Regions from separate parts of the Oryctolagus cuniculus genome. Here region 1 is linked to region 2. Evidence: chromatin contacts called from public Micro-C data. All regions are on one chromosome and are shown on one strand. The core of a region is the stretch at or near the end of the contact, and the rest is flanking DNA. Distances in the headings are between cores, read along the strand shown. Region 1 holds the start of OSM (oncostatin M). Region 2 overlaps NF2 (NF2, moesin-ezrin-radixin like (MERLIN) tumor suppressor).

The links. Hi-C and Micro-C count contacts between places; a contact is called where the count stands out from the background.
Region 1: a Micro-C map of ear pinna shows a contact between it and region 2, with 1.9 times the contacts expected there. The contact joins the promoter of OSM here to the enhancer-like site in region 2. A contact is called at or near these places in 2 of 6 Hi-C or Micro-C datasets (ear pinna and an unstated tissue).

Annotation. Positions count from the first base shown.
Region 1 is chr21:23,577,407-23,583,603 of mOryCun1.1, forward strand. OSM (oncostatin M) reads right to left here and starts at 4,666. Exons shown (of 3, transcript XM_008274704.4): 1 at 4,522-4,666; 2 at 2,755-2,888; 3 at 325-1,732. The coding sequence starts at 4,555. The coding sequence ends at 1,157.
Region 2 is chr21:22,983,955-22,989,836 of mOryCun1.1, forward strand. All of the region lies in intron 1 of NF2 (NF2, moesin-ezrin-radixin like (MERLIN) tumor suppressor), which reads left to right. Among named protein-coding and RNA genes, the nearest start is that of NF2, 28 kb to the left of the region's middle. Within about 2 kb of position 2,882, at least 2 of the 8 cell types and tissues checked have an H3K27ac peak or open chromatin away from gene starts, as enhancers often do. A contact at or near this core is called in ear pinna, where this site is marked.

The DNA.
Region 1 (6,197 bases), core at 3,416-5,915, 600 kb after region 2:
TTGAAAGATCTCTCTCTCTCTCCCCCCCCCCCATAAAATAAATCTTAAAAGAAAAGACACACACAGCACCTATACCCCAGCCACACAGGACCTGGGGTGTCCTCAAGCAGCCCACACCCACCAGCTTTCCTCACCCTTGTCCCTAGTCTTCAAGGGACAGACCTAGCAGGTGTGAGGTGTCCCGCGGTGCGTGTGACTCCCCTTCCTGGCCTGCAGCCCACCCCAGAGCCCCCGACATCTCCGGCCTCACCCTGTAAGAACCCCCTTCTCAAAGAATCCAATCCCCTCCCCCCATCCTCTCCCACAACAGAGAGACACAAGGGCTTTAGAAACCAGACAAGTTTTAAATATATGTTAGCACAATATTAACATTAAATATGCATCATAAATAAGCCGTATAAATATAAAAATGATTCAAAACTGATATAAAAAAATCAATAAATTAGTCGTATCACTCCAGAAATCGGCTCTGGGGCCCCCGCCTGGAGGGCCATAGATTCAGCAGGAAAAAATTCCCCCGAGGCACCACCAGGGGGCGCACCAGCAGCGAGGCCCCCTGAAGACTGGCCGCTTCCCAGCCTCCTGGCCCTTGGTCATTTGCATGTCTGTCCCGATTTACACGGACAATCTGATATCCACTCTGTGTCACCGAGCCCCAGCCGCTGCCAGGCAGAGAGGGCCTTACACGGTCCCCACCCGGCGGGATCTGGGCCCCTCACATCCGTCTAAGACACCTTGCTCCTGTTACAGCTGCCTACAGTGAGGTCACACAGGCGTGCAGGGGTCTGGCCTGAGATACGAGAAGGCATAGGCGGCCCACAGCCCAGGCCCTGACCTCCCGCTGAGAACCAGGCCGGCCCCGTGAAAGGAGGAAGTCCTGGGGGCCTCGGAGAGCAGATCGGGGGACAGTCAGCCCAGCCGTGAGTCAGCCTATGTCATCAGACCCCTGAATCAATGGAAAGTCGGCCCCGCGTGGCCTGACCTGGTCAACCCCACCCCCTCCCCGCGCCAGCCCCGACTGGGGAACTCAGGGCAGGGGGGCCAGCCTGGAGGAGGTAGAAGGGTCTCGCCCAGTTCCACAGCCGCGAAAGTGCACTTCTGAGCCGCAGGGACTCGCATCCCTGGGGCATCGCCCATCACGGCGGCCCCTCTCGGGCTACAGGAGCAGTTTCCCCCTGAGCTTTGGTCTCTTGGTCCTCCTGGAGGGTCGGATGCCAGGGATCTGCTTCGGCAGGTCCTCGGGGGGGCTGTGTGTCGGGCTCGGGTTCAGGCTGTGCGGCCACTCGCTGAAGACCCGGCGCGCGGAGCGCATGAAGCGGTGGTAGCCACACAGGAACCTGCAGTTCTCCTGCTTAGCTTGGAAGACGTGCTGGGAGCGGGTGGGCGGTGGCGGCGGCGGCGGCGGCGGCGGCGGCGGCGAGGGCTCGGAGCCAGACTGGGTGGGCTTGGCCGGCTCCGAGGAGCCCTGAAGCAGCCGGGTCATGCAGTAGAGGTTGCTCCTGAGCCCCAGGAGGTTGTTGGCGGTGGCCTGCAGCTGCTCCAAGTCCGTGGGCGCGAACAGTTCCTTCTTCATGGTCTCCAGTCTGGGCAGGACGTGGTCTATCGTGGCGTTGAGGGTCCACAGGAAACCGCGCCTGCTCAGCCGCTGCAGGGCAGCCTCACTGGGGAAGTCCCTGGGGTGCTCCGTGCAGGGTTCACTCGGCCCCGGCACCTCCAGGCCTTGGTACTGGATCTGGGGGAGGAGGGAACCGGAGAATCGGGGTGAGCGCTGGCACCCCATAACCAGGTCAGCCTTGAAAATGGAGACCTGGGGTTGGCACTGTGGCTCAATTGATTAATCCTCCACCTGCGGGCAGACACCCCATATGGACGCCGGTTCGAGGCCTGGCTGCTCCACTTCCAATCCAGCTCTCTGCTATGGTCTGGGAAAGCAGTGGAAGATGGCCCAAGCCCTTGAGCCCCTGCACCTGTGCGGGAGACCCCAAGGAAGCTCCTGGTTTGGGGTCGGTGCAGCTCTGGCCATTGTGGCCATCTGGGGGGTTAACCAGCAGATGGAAGACCTCTCTCTGTCTCTCTCTGCCTCTCACTGTCTGTAACTCCACCTCTCAAATAAATAAATAAATCTTTTTTTTTTTTTTTTGACAGGCAGAGTGGACAGTGAGAGAGACAGAGAGAAAGGTCTTCCTTTGCCGTTGGTTCACCCTCCAATGGCCGCCGCGGCCGGCGCGCTGCAGCCGGCGCACTGCGCTGATCCGATGGCAGGAGCCAGGTACTTCTCCTGGTCTCCCATGCGGGTGCAGGGCCCAAGCACTTGGGCCATCCTCCACTGCACTCCCGGGCCACAGCAGAGAGCTGGCCTGGAAGAGGGGCAACTGGGACAGAATCCGGCGCCCCGACCAGGACTAGAACCCGGTGTGCCGGTGCCGCAAGGCGGAGGATTAGCCTAGTGAGCCGCGGCGCCGGCCAATAAACAAATCTTAAAAAGAAAAATGCTAGGCCCGCTCCCCACCCCATTCCTGTGACCCACCCCTGTCCCTACTCCTGTTGGACAGAGTCAGAAAGGTCCTAGAAGGTCATGGTAGGCAGGGCCAAGGGGCCCGAGGGCGCTGGTCGGGGCGGGGCATCGTGCACGTGGTGACTGGGGTCTGGGGACCTCGGTGGAGGCAGGTGTGTGTAGGGGCTGGGCCTGGCCCTCCCAGCAGCTCCCTGATTTGCTGATGTCTGCACACACACACCACGGGGCTGGGAACTCACGTAGGGGATCAGCAGGCTCTCAGGGTTCTGCAGGAGGTCCGCCTGGTTCCGCAGCTGGTCCAGGAGCTCCGGGTACCGGCGCGAGCAGCTGCACCTGGCCGTGGTACTCAGAAGCAAGAGTCCAAGGACCACACCTGGGGAGAGAGGGGAGGCGTCACCTAACTCAGGGCCTCGCAGTGCCCATCCCTGGACCCGCACTGGGGCCTCCCCCACCCTGGTTGCCGCCCCAGTGAGTCACTCGCCAGGACCTGAAACCATGTGGGAGGGGACAGGGCCCTCACCAAGGCGGTCTCTCAGCAGAGGTTGCAGTGCTAAAATCAGGAGCTGGGAGGCAGGCGCTGTGGCATAGCAGCTAAAGCCACTGCCTGCAATGTCGGCATCCCATATGGGCGCCGGTTCGAGTCCCGGCTGCTCCACTTCCAATCCAGCTCTCTGCTATGGCCTAGGGAAGCAGTAGAAGATGGCCCAAGTCCTTGGGCCCCTGCACCCACATGGGAGACCTGGAGGAGACTCCTGGCTCCTGGCTTCACATTGGTTCAGCTCTGGCACTTGTGGTCATCTGGGGAGTGAACCAGCGGATGGAAAACCTCTCTCTCTCTGTAACTCTGCCTCTCAAGTAAAAAAATACATAAGATCAGGAGCTGGCTGAGGGCAGCCTGTGGAGGGGACTGGCTCCCACCAAGACCTCAGCACTAAGTGCTGGCCACTGCCTCAGGACCCTAACTTGTCAGCACCCCCTTAAGAGACCTGGGTCCTGCCCCCCACAGGTAGGCTTGAGAGAGCTGTGGGGCAGGCAGCCTGGGAGGGGCCTGGTGCCTGTGTTCTGTCTGCAGACCCAGGAGGTCAAGTTTGGAAAGGACCTGGCAGGTTGCCCAGGGCACACGCCCCTGTTCCCGACGGTTACAGTGAGGCTCAGCCAGCCGGTGCTCCCCTGACCTCCCACGCCTCCCTCTTCTCTCCAGCAGGGACAGCCACTTCTCTCAGGTCCCCCAGCGATGCTGCGAGCCACTCAGAAGGTCCCAGGGGGCGGGCCCAGTTACGGCTCTCACCGCACCCCCGCCGTGCACCAGCAACCACGTGGTCGGAAGAGGCCTGTGGCGCAATGGGCCGGAAGGCGGTGACACCATCGTCCCCTTCCTACAAACCGTTCAACCCCGTGGGGAAGACAGGCTGCTGGGGAGGGCTGAGGGGCCAGCCACGGGGCACCCTCATTGCTCCGCTGGGGGGCGGGGGGCTGCTGTGTGTGTGTGTGTGTGTATGCACGTGGGAGCAGGCATCTGTAAGGGTGCACCTGCTCTGCTCACCCGGGCCCAGGGTCTCAGCCTGGGCGACCTCAGGGGACTCCATGCACCTGTTACTGTGTGTGTGCTGCCTGACTGTGTGTGCTCGGGACGCTGGCCTGGCTGCCTTCCTGCCCACCCCGACTCTTCAAATCCAGTCGGGAGGAGAAGGAGGCCCCATGGGCCCCTCCACGCCGTGCACCGCTTCCCCACCCCACCGCTCCCAGTTGCCATCTGCCTCTCTCTCCTGCTTCCTTCACTTCCTCGCTCCCAGAGCTGCCTCAACATCTCCTCCAGGAAGCCTTCCAGGGAGAGCCCTTGTCTACCCGTGGGGATGCTGGGTTCCCCGTGGACCCCTCCGTTTGCCTGGCCTCCTAGCTCTCTCCCGGTCTCAGCATCCCTCTGCCTGGTGCCCGGTCTCCCCAGCTCCCGGAGGGGACAGGTGGCCCCGGCTCAGCGAGCCGAGCCGGCGGGAGGAAGTACTCACTGAACAGCGACCTCCATGTGAGCCGTGCCCGCATGCTGGGTGCCCGCGCTCGAGCCCGTGCCCGCCGCGGGTGACGACTCCCGGCTGGGAGCCCTGCGGGCTGGCAGCCACTTTATGCCCGCCGGGGCGATTGGCCAACACCTCGTGAGGTGGGTGGGGAGGGGGTGGGGGGAGGGCAGGCCTTCTGGGAACATGACCCCAAAAACCAAACTTTCCACGGGCGGCCAATGGGCTCTGGGCGCGGTGCTGTGCCCGCTCCTCCTCCTCTTTTCTTCGAATTCGTTCTTCGAGGTCAGCCCCACGCCCAAGGGTGATGCAAACTGCAGCCTCAGCCCTTCTGGGGTGACAGTGGGGAGCAGGGGGTCCCTGCCATCTCGGGGGAGGCCGGGAGCGGTGGGGGGAGGGGCCGGGAGCCGCGTCTCTCTGCAGGCCCCCGGGCCGATGTCCGCTCAGTACCCGGCGGCCTCGCGGTCACGGAGGTTTGGGGCTGAGGGCAGCGAGACATCCTCCTTCTTGGGTGCCTATCCCGCCCCCTTGCTGGGGCAGTTGGGACATCTGTGAGCGGAAACCACTGGGCTCTGGGCACGGAGCCAGACCCAGGCCGAAAGCCCCTGGTGTTGTGGTTCCAGCCCTGGGACCAGCATCACCACAGCCAGGTTCCTGCTGTGTTGCTGTCTCCCTCTCCTCTCCCATGCACCCCTGCTCAGGCCCCTCTCTGCTCACCACGTCCTCTAGTGGGAACAAGAGGCTTGGGTCAAGGGAAACAGGAGGCTGACATGCTGTGTGACCTGAGGCAAAGCAGTTACCCTCTCTGGGCTGCTGTGGAATGAGGGAGAAAAGCCCTGGCCAGCCCACTTCCTAGGGCTGCTGCTATCATGGACATAAAAGGCAAAAGGCCTTTGAAAGGAAAAGGAAAGATGAAACCAATTCCAAGTATTTGCTCTGGGGGGCGGGATGGAGGGGGTGGGTGAGGACATGGGGAAGCGGCGAGCTCTGAGGGGAAGCTGGGGAGGGGAGTCGCCCGCCCGGTGACGGTTGGGGACCAGGTTTCACTTTCTCTGAAAGATAGCGATCGTGGGTTGGTTCTCCGCTTGTCTGAACATCAGAGAGGAAACTTGGAGAAGGCACCTCCCCAGCCAGGTGCCACTGCGCCGTGCTACGAGGCCCGGGGGACAGCAGACAAGGTGCAGGCCATGCCCGGAGGCCTCAGCACGCGCACAGGCCCGGAAGGGGGTCCCTGGCCCGCCCCCTCTGGAGCCAGGCTGGGGTCCCTGGGGCTGCACGGGGAGGCGGGGGTGGCTGGGCTGCTCTGGCCTGCAGAGCCAGAACTGGGAATGGCCAGTTAGCTAGACAGAGGCTGTGCCCACCGCCCTCCACCTCCGCACACACGCCCCCCCGTCTGTGCCAGCCACTCGCAGGTGCATCCAGTCACAGCTGGATGTGACCACACCAGCTCCCTGGTGCTGTCCACTCGCTGGGGGACTCCCCGCTTGGGGCCCAGGACCCACCGTGGCCACGCCCACTCTCATCCGCTAAATTCCTGTGTCTTCGCCTACTCCTGCCCACCGTTCCCTGGGGCCTGTGCCCAGCTGGGATTCTTCTCCATTTCACATCCCTGAGCTCATCTTGCAAGCGCTCCCGGGAGAAAGAGAGGAAACCCGAGTACTGAGAAGTTC
Region 2 (5,882 bases), core at 1,632-4,131:
TTCCTATAACAGAAAAGTGCTGCATTCCCTGTGTGCCTGCTGCGGAGGGTAAGTGCTTAGTGCTATTTACTTAAAACACTCTAGCTTGATAAATTACAAGCACTTCACTCTGGGTAAAGCTCATAAATTCAGCCCCTACCAAAAAAAAAAAAAAAAAAAATCACAAGCTGACAGCACTTAGTCCTGTTTATAAAGTTCATGCACATCTATCTTTGATACAGGCACAAGTATATATCCATGAAATAGCACCACGGCCCGGCGGAGTCCTGGCAGAGCACAGCCATGACTCCCTCCCGTTGGCCCCCACGCCCCAAGGGCACCTTGAGGAGGAGGCCTGCGGAGGGGGAGCGTCCAGCACTAAGGCCCAGGCCCCCCCCCCCCCGATTTCCGTCTCCCTGCAAACCGCCTCCCTCATTCCCTGCACTTGTCTTTCCCATCTGTTTGCCCACTCCCCAGATCCCTCTGCTCTGCTAGGCTGCGGTGAAGCAGGGAGCAGTGGTGGACTGAGAACACTTCGGCTGGAAAAAGATGGCTTTTTAAACATTTATTTGAAAAATATCTGAGAAAGAGAGAGAGCACTCCCATCTGCTGGTTCATTCTCCCAAATGCCCCCAGTGGCCATGGGGCCAAAGCCTCGAGCCAGGGACTCAATCCGGGTCTCCTCTGTGGGTGGGAGGCAGCCGACCGCTTGAGCCATCGTTCCTGCCTCGCAGGTTCCGCGTTAGCAGGAAGCTGCATCAGGAGCTGGAGCCAGGTATCTGGTAGAGGTACTCTGATATGGGACGGGAGCATCTTGACCACTGGGTCAAATACCCACCTCAAGAGATGGGTTTAAATGAACATTTGTCAGAACCAGGAGCTGTTCTGTTTTTGGCAGCCTGTTCAGGAAAAGTTAGAAACCCCAACATAAAGACCTGTACGTAGTCTGAGCACAGGGCCTGAAAGATTTACGTGCCATCAGCTGTCAGAAAAGAAAATATTTTCACAAGAAAATAAACATGAGCTCATCTCGTTGGTCCAACTTCCCAGAGCCCCACAGGTGTTGTTACAGATGCATCACTGCTCAGAAGCAGAGAGCCAGCGACCCAGGTAGGCGCCTGGTTCCTAATCAGTTGTGGACAGGCAGAGTCGTCACACCCATCAGACCGAGGCTGCAGATTCTGCAGTGAACATTCAGTACTGCAGATAGGCTAATTATGCTGTTTGTCAGATACTAGAAAAAGTGCAAAGAACATTCCTTCACTCTGCAACAGCTTGGACTCAAGCTACAGACATGCTGTTCCCTCCGGCTGGCGTGACCTCCCTTCCGTCAGCCCCTTCACCACCCGGTGTCCACGACCCACCCGTGACAGCAGCCCCTTGGGAAGACCCTCACATCCCTCCTTTCCTGTCCCCCCAGGCCCGAGTTGGGTTCCCACAGCACCCTGTCCTGTTAGCACTTCCCAGGTCGTGTTTTTGTTATTCATTTATCTGTCTTCCCCGTCAGGCATAAACAGGGACAGTGTCTTGTCCTGAATTCATCATGTATCGCCTGTGCTGAGCACAATGACTAGGATGTGGTGGGTGCTCAGTAAATGTTTGTCAAGTGGGTGATCGTCTGGGTAGCTCAATGAGAACTGATGGTGCCCTTCCTGACCTGTCATCCATCATCCTCGGTGAAGGCGGGCTGGAGGCTGTGAGCAGCACCGCCTGGGAGGAGGCAGGTTCAGAATTAACAATAACCACCCCTTATGGAGGATTTATTTACTGTGGGTCGAGCCCTGTCGTAGGCATTTTAAATCTATTAATGCACTTAATCCCTAGATCAGTCTGTTAAGCCAGGTTCTGTTTATTATCCCCAGGGGAGAGCACAAGGAAGTCCAATAACTGCCCAAGGTCACCCAGTGACAGCGCTGAGATTCATGCTGATAGTGGGCACCCATCACTTATCTGTGCCTTCTACACTGCCTCCTGGAAAGAATTAAGCCCTAGCGTCCTAAGGCATCCATCGTATGTAACAGTTTAACTGCCAGAAGGGTATTAGTTATGTCCATCCTTGGGAGTGTGGGAGAAGTAGTCACCAAGTACCTTTATGGGCTCTGTGGTTCACTTGAGAGAGGTGGAGTGAGATGGCTGACAAGGAGTTGGTTTTAGATGCTAGTTCTGGCCTTCTGGGAAACACAGCTGTCTTCTCTAGTCTGCAATCTTCTGTCAAGTGGAGTTACATTGTTTCCTTTTCCTTTAAGGAATGCCTGTTGACATTCGCCTATGGTGTTTCCTGTGCCCAGAACACACCAGGCTGCTCACTCCTTCTGCTCCAAGCCCAGTCTTCCCTGGCCCCTCTTTCCCACATAGGTCATTTTCAGTGTCATTTCCCTATTTCTCCTGGTCACATCCTAGGGGGGTCCCCGTGAACCCTACAAGTGTTGTAGTGCTGAAAACTATACCTGGGTTGAGTATTTTTATTTAATTTTATTTATTTATTTATTTATTTATTTATTTTTTGTGAGAGAGAGAGGATGTGCTCCTATTCGAGAGAGAGAGAAAGAGAAAGGGCATTCTCATCTGTTTACTCACAACCCAAATTCCAGGAATGGGCCAGGCTGAAGACCCCGACCTGTCTGGGTCTGCCATGTGGGTGGCGGGGACCAACCACTTGAAACATGACTGCTGCCTCCCAGGATTTGCCTTAGCAGGAAGCTAGAGTCAGGAGCCAAAACCAGGCATGCAAACTAGGCACTCCCAGGCTCCTTAGCAAACCCCACCCCTGGAGTTGTTGTTGTTATCTTTTTTTTTGCATGGAGTGAGGGAGGTGATTGTCTTCCTAGCCGGTTACAGTACTAGATCTCTGAGAGCAGACTTGTCTGGTTCCAGTTTATCCCCGGCACTGCGGGCAGTACTTGGACACAGTGCGTGTCCTCTAAATGTTTGTGGAAGGAGTAGATGAACCCGGGGTGGGGGTAGGGGTGGGGAGGTGATGTGATTTTGCACTCAGCCTCTGATCTGGGGATTTTACGTAGTCAAGGTGAATCTGTTGGACAGCCAGTGTTTGCCGAGTCTTTGTGCGTGCGTGCTCACCTGGACGCTGGGGACTGAGAAGATGACTAATAGTGCTCTGGCTTGGAGGCGCCTACCATGTAGGGGGACACTCAGATGACAGTGAGTCACTTCACTGCATCAGCACAGTGCGCCGCCTGTGAAAAAAAAAAAAACGAAGACGAGCTCGCTCATGTCCTGGCAAGCCGGCTGGCACCCAGGAAGCCCCGTTCACAGCCGAAGACCTGCCTTCCACGAGGTCCTGAGAAGTGCCCGGCGCATCTGTGGCCAAGAAGTAGAACCCCACATTAGGAAGGCCCAGCAGGTGTCCTACATCTGGGGAGGGCCGCTCAGAGAAGTCCTGCCTCTTAGAGGTCACGGCACGTTGCGGTCAGATTTAACCAAGCAGACACTCCTTACTTGCTTGCTTAAAAGAGAGCATCTTGTCTTTTGTAAGTGGACTCAGGGCTTTAAGTCAACTATATTTAGAGCATCTCCCTGGTTGCCTTAGTTCCCTTAACCTACTCTTGTCTCAAACCTAATTGTGCATCTCTTCCTCCCAGATCTGCTGCCTCTCTTGTGTCTCATCCTTGTTGACTGGCAGCTCCGCACTGAAGCGGAAGTGCCTGTGTCTGTGTCCCTCAGTTTTCCTCCTCCAGTCCCATTCGGACCCGGCTCTGGGTGCGTCTCCTGGCCACTTGCCAGGCCGCAGTCTTCCCCTCAACGGCCACCCTTTTAGCAGGAGTTGGCTTCCTGCCTGCCCTTCTTGGTTCTGGGCTCCTTGCCTCTCCTTCTCCTCCCAGTCGTAGAGGGCATCCGGAATGCACATCTGAGCCTGTTGCTCCTCTGACAATGGCCTTTGGCTGGTCCCGCATCGCACGCCGAACCGCCTCTTGAGCCCAGCTGTCAGTCTCAGTTCCACCAGACAACTGGCAGTTCCCTGTAGAGATCATGATTTAAAGGGAAAACATTTATTTTATTATTTATTTGAAAGGCAGAGTTACAGAGAAAGGGAGAAAGAGTGAGAGAGAGAGGTCGACTTTCCATCCATTGGTTCACTCCCAGATGGCTGGACTAGGTCAAAGCCAGGAGCCTGGAACTCCATCCAGGTCTCCCATGTAGGTGGAGGGGCCCAAGCACTTGGGCCATCTTTCACTGCTTTCCCAGGTGCATTAACAGGAAGCTGGGTCAGAAGTGGAGCAGCCGGGACTCGAACCAGTGCCCTCATGGGATGCCGGCATTGCAAGCCCAGCTTAACCCACTGTACCACAACACTGGCCCTGACATCATGATTTTTATATAGACTCATTTCCTTCTCTCCTTCTTCTAACCTCATTTTTTTTAATTCTTAAAAAACATTTAATTTTTCCAAATTATTGATTTAATTTATTTGAAAGACAGAGTTTTTTTGTTTGTTTGTTTTTGTTTTTGTTTTGGACAGGCAGAGTTAGACAGTGAGATAGAGACAGAGAGAAAGGTCTTCCTTCCGTTGGTTCACCCCCCAAATGGCTGCCACGGCGCTGCGCCAATCCGAAGCCAGGAGCCAGGCACTTCCTCCTGGTCTCCCATGTGGGTGCAGGGCCCAAGCACTTGGGCCATCCTCCACTGCCTTCCCAGGCCACAACAGAGAGCTGGACTGGAAGAGGAGCGACCGGGACAGAATCCAGCGCCCCAACTGGGACTAGAACCCCGGGGTGCAGGCGCTGCAGACGGAAGATTAGCCATGTGAGCCGTGGCACTGGCCAGACAGAGCTCTCTTATCCATTGATCTGTCACCCAAATCCCTGCAACAGCTGGGGCTGGGCTGCTAAAGCTGGGAACTTAATCCAGGCCTCCCTTGTGGGAGGCAGGGACCCAACTACCTGAACCATCACTTGCTGCCTCCCAGGGCGCACATTAGTCGGAAACTGGAACCAGGAGTGGAACTAGGACTTGAACCCAGGCACTCCAGCATGGGTACCAGCATCCCAAATGGTGTCTCAGCCTTCTGTGCCACATCCCCGCCCCTCACTTGTTTTCATTTCTGACCTAGATCCATGCCTGTTTTCCCTGTAGGAATCCTGCTTACACCATTATGTAGCCTTCAGTCAAAGTTAAAAATCTAAGCAGAGCATTCTGAAAAGGTGTGAGAATTTTTTCTCTTCACTTCTTGCAAGTTCCTGGGGGGGGCAAACACATTGTCTTTTTGCATCCAACAAATGTTATTTTACATCTTAAAAACAAAGAAGTGTAGGGCAGCCTTTTGGCTCGGAGCTTAAGTCACCACTTGGGATGCCTGCATTCCGCTCAGAGTGTCTGGATTTGAGTTCTGCTTCTGACTCCAGCTTCCCTGGCAGGCAGCAGTTACGGCTCCAGGACTCCAGTCTCTGCCGCCCGTGTGGGAGGCCCTGACTGAGTTCCTGGCTCCCAGCTTCCTGCTGGCCCAGACCTGGCTGTTGCAGGCAAATATTTGGGGAGTAAACCAATAGATGGAAGATCTCTGTTTTTCAAATAAAAGTAAAATGAAAGCGGAAAATGAAGTAGAAGAGAACACAGGAAAACTGCATTAATACAATACTACGTTGAAGGATTTAAACTCCCGAGTTTGAGTTCCCGCAGCCTCTCCCCAGCGGCTTTCCTTTCTGTGTGCTGCACATCGCATCTGCACACAGCCCAGTCCCTTCGTGCCAAACCCAGCCCAGCCTTGGCCATGAGTTATGGCGGGGTGGGAGTCGTTACCTTGATCTTCTTGGCCTCTGGGTGTTTAACTTCTCCAAGTTAATGCCTCCTCCTTAGTGTTACATTATCTTGTAGTGAAGTAGTCATTTATAATTTATATACTGTGTGCTGGCTTAAAATAGAGACAAGAGGATAATCAGCATCCCGAA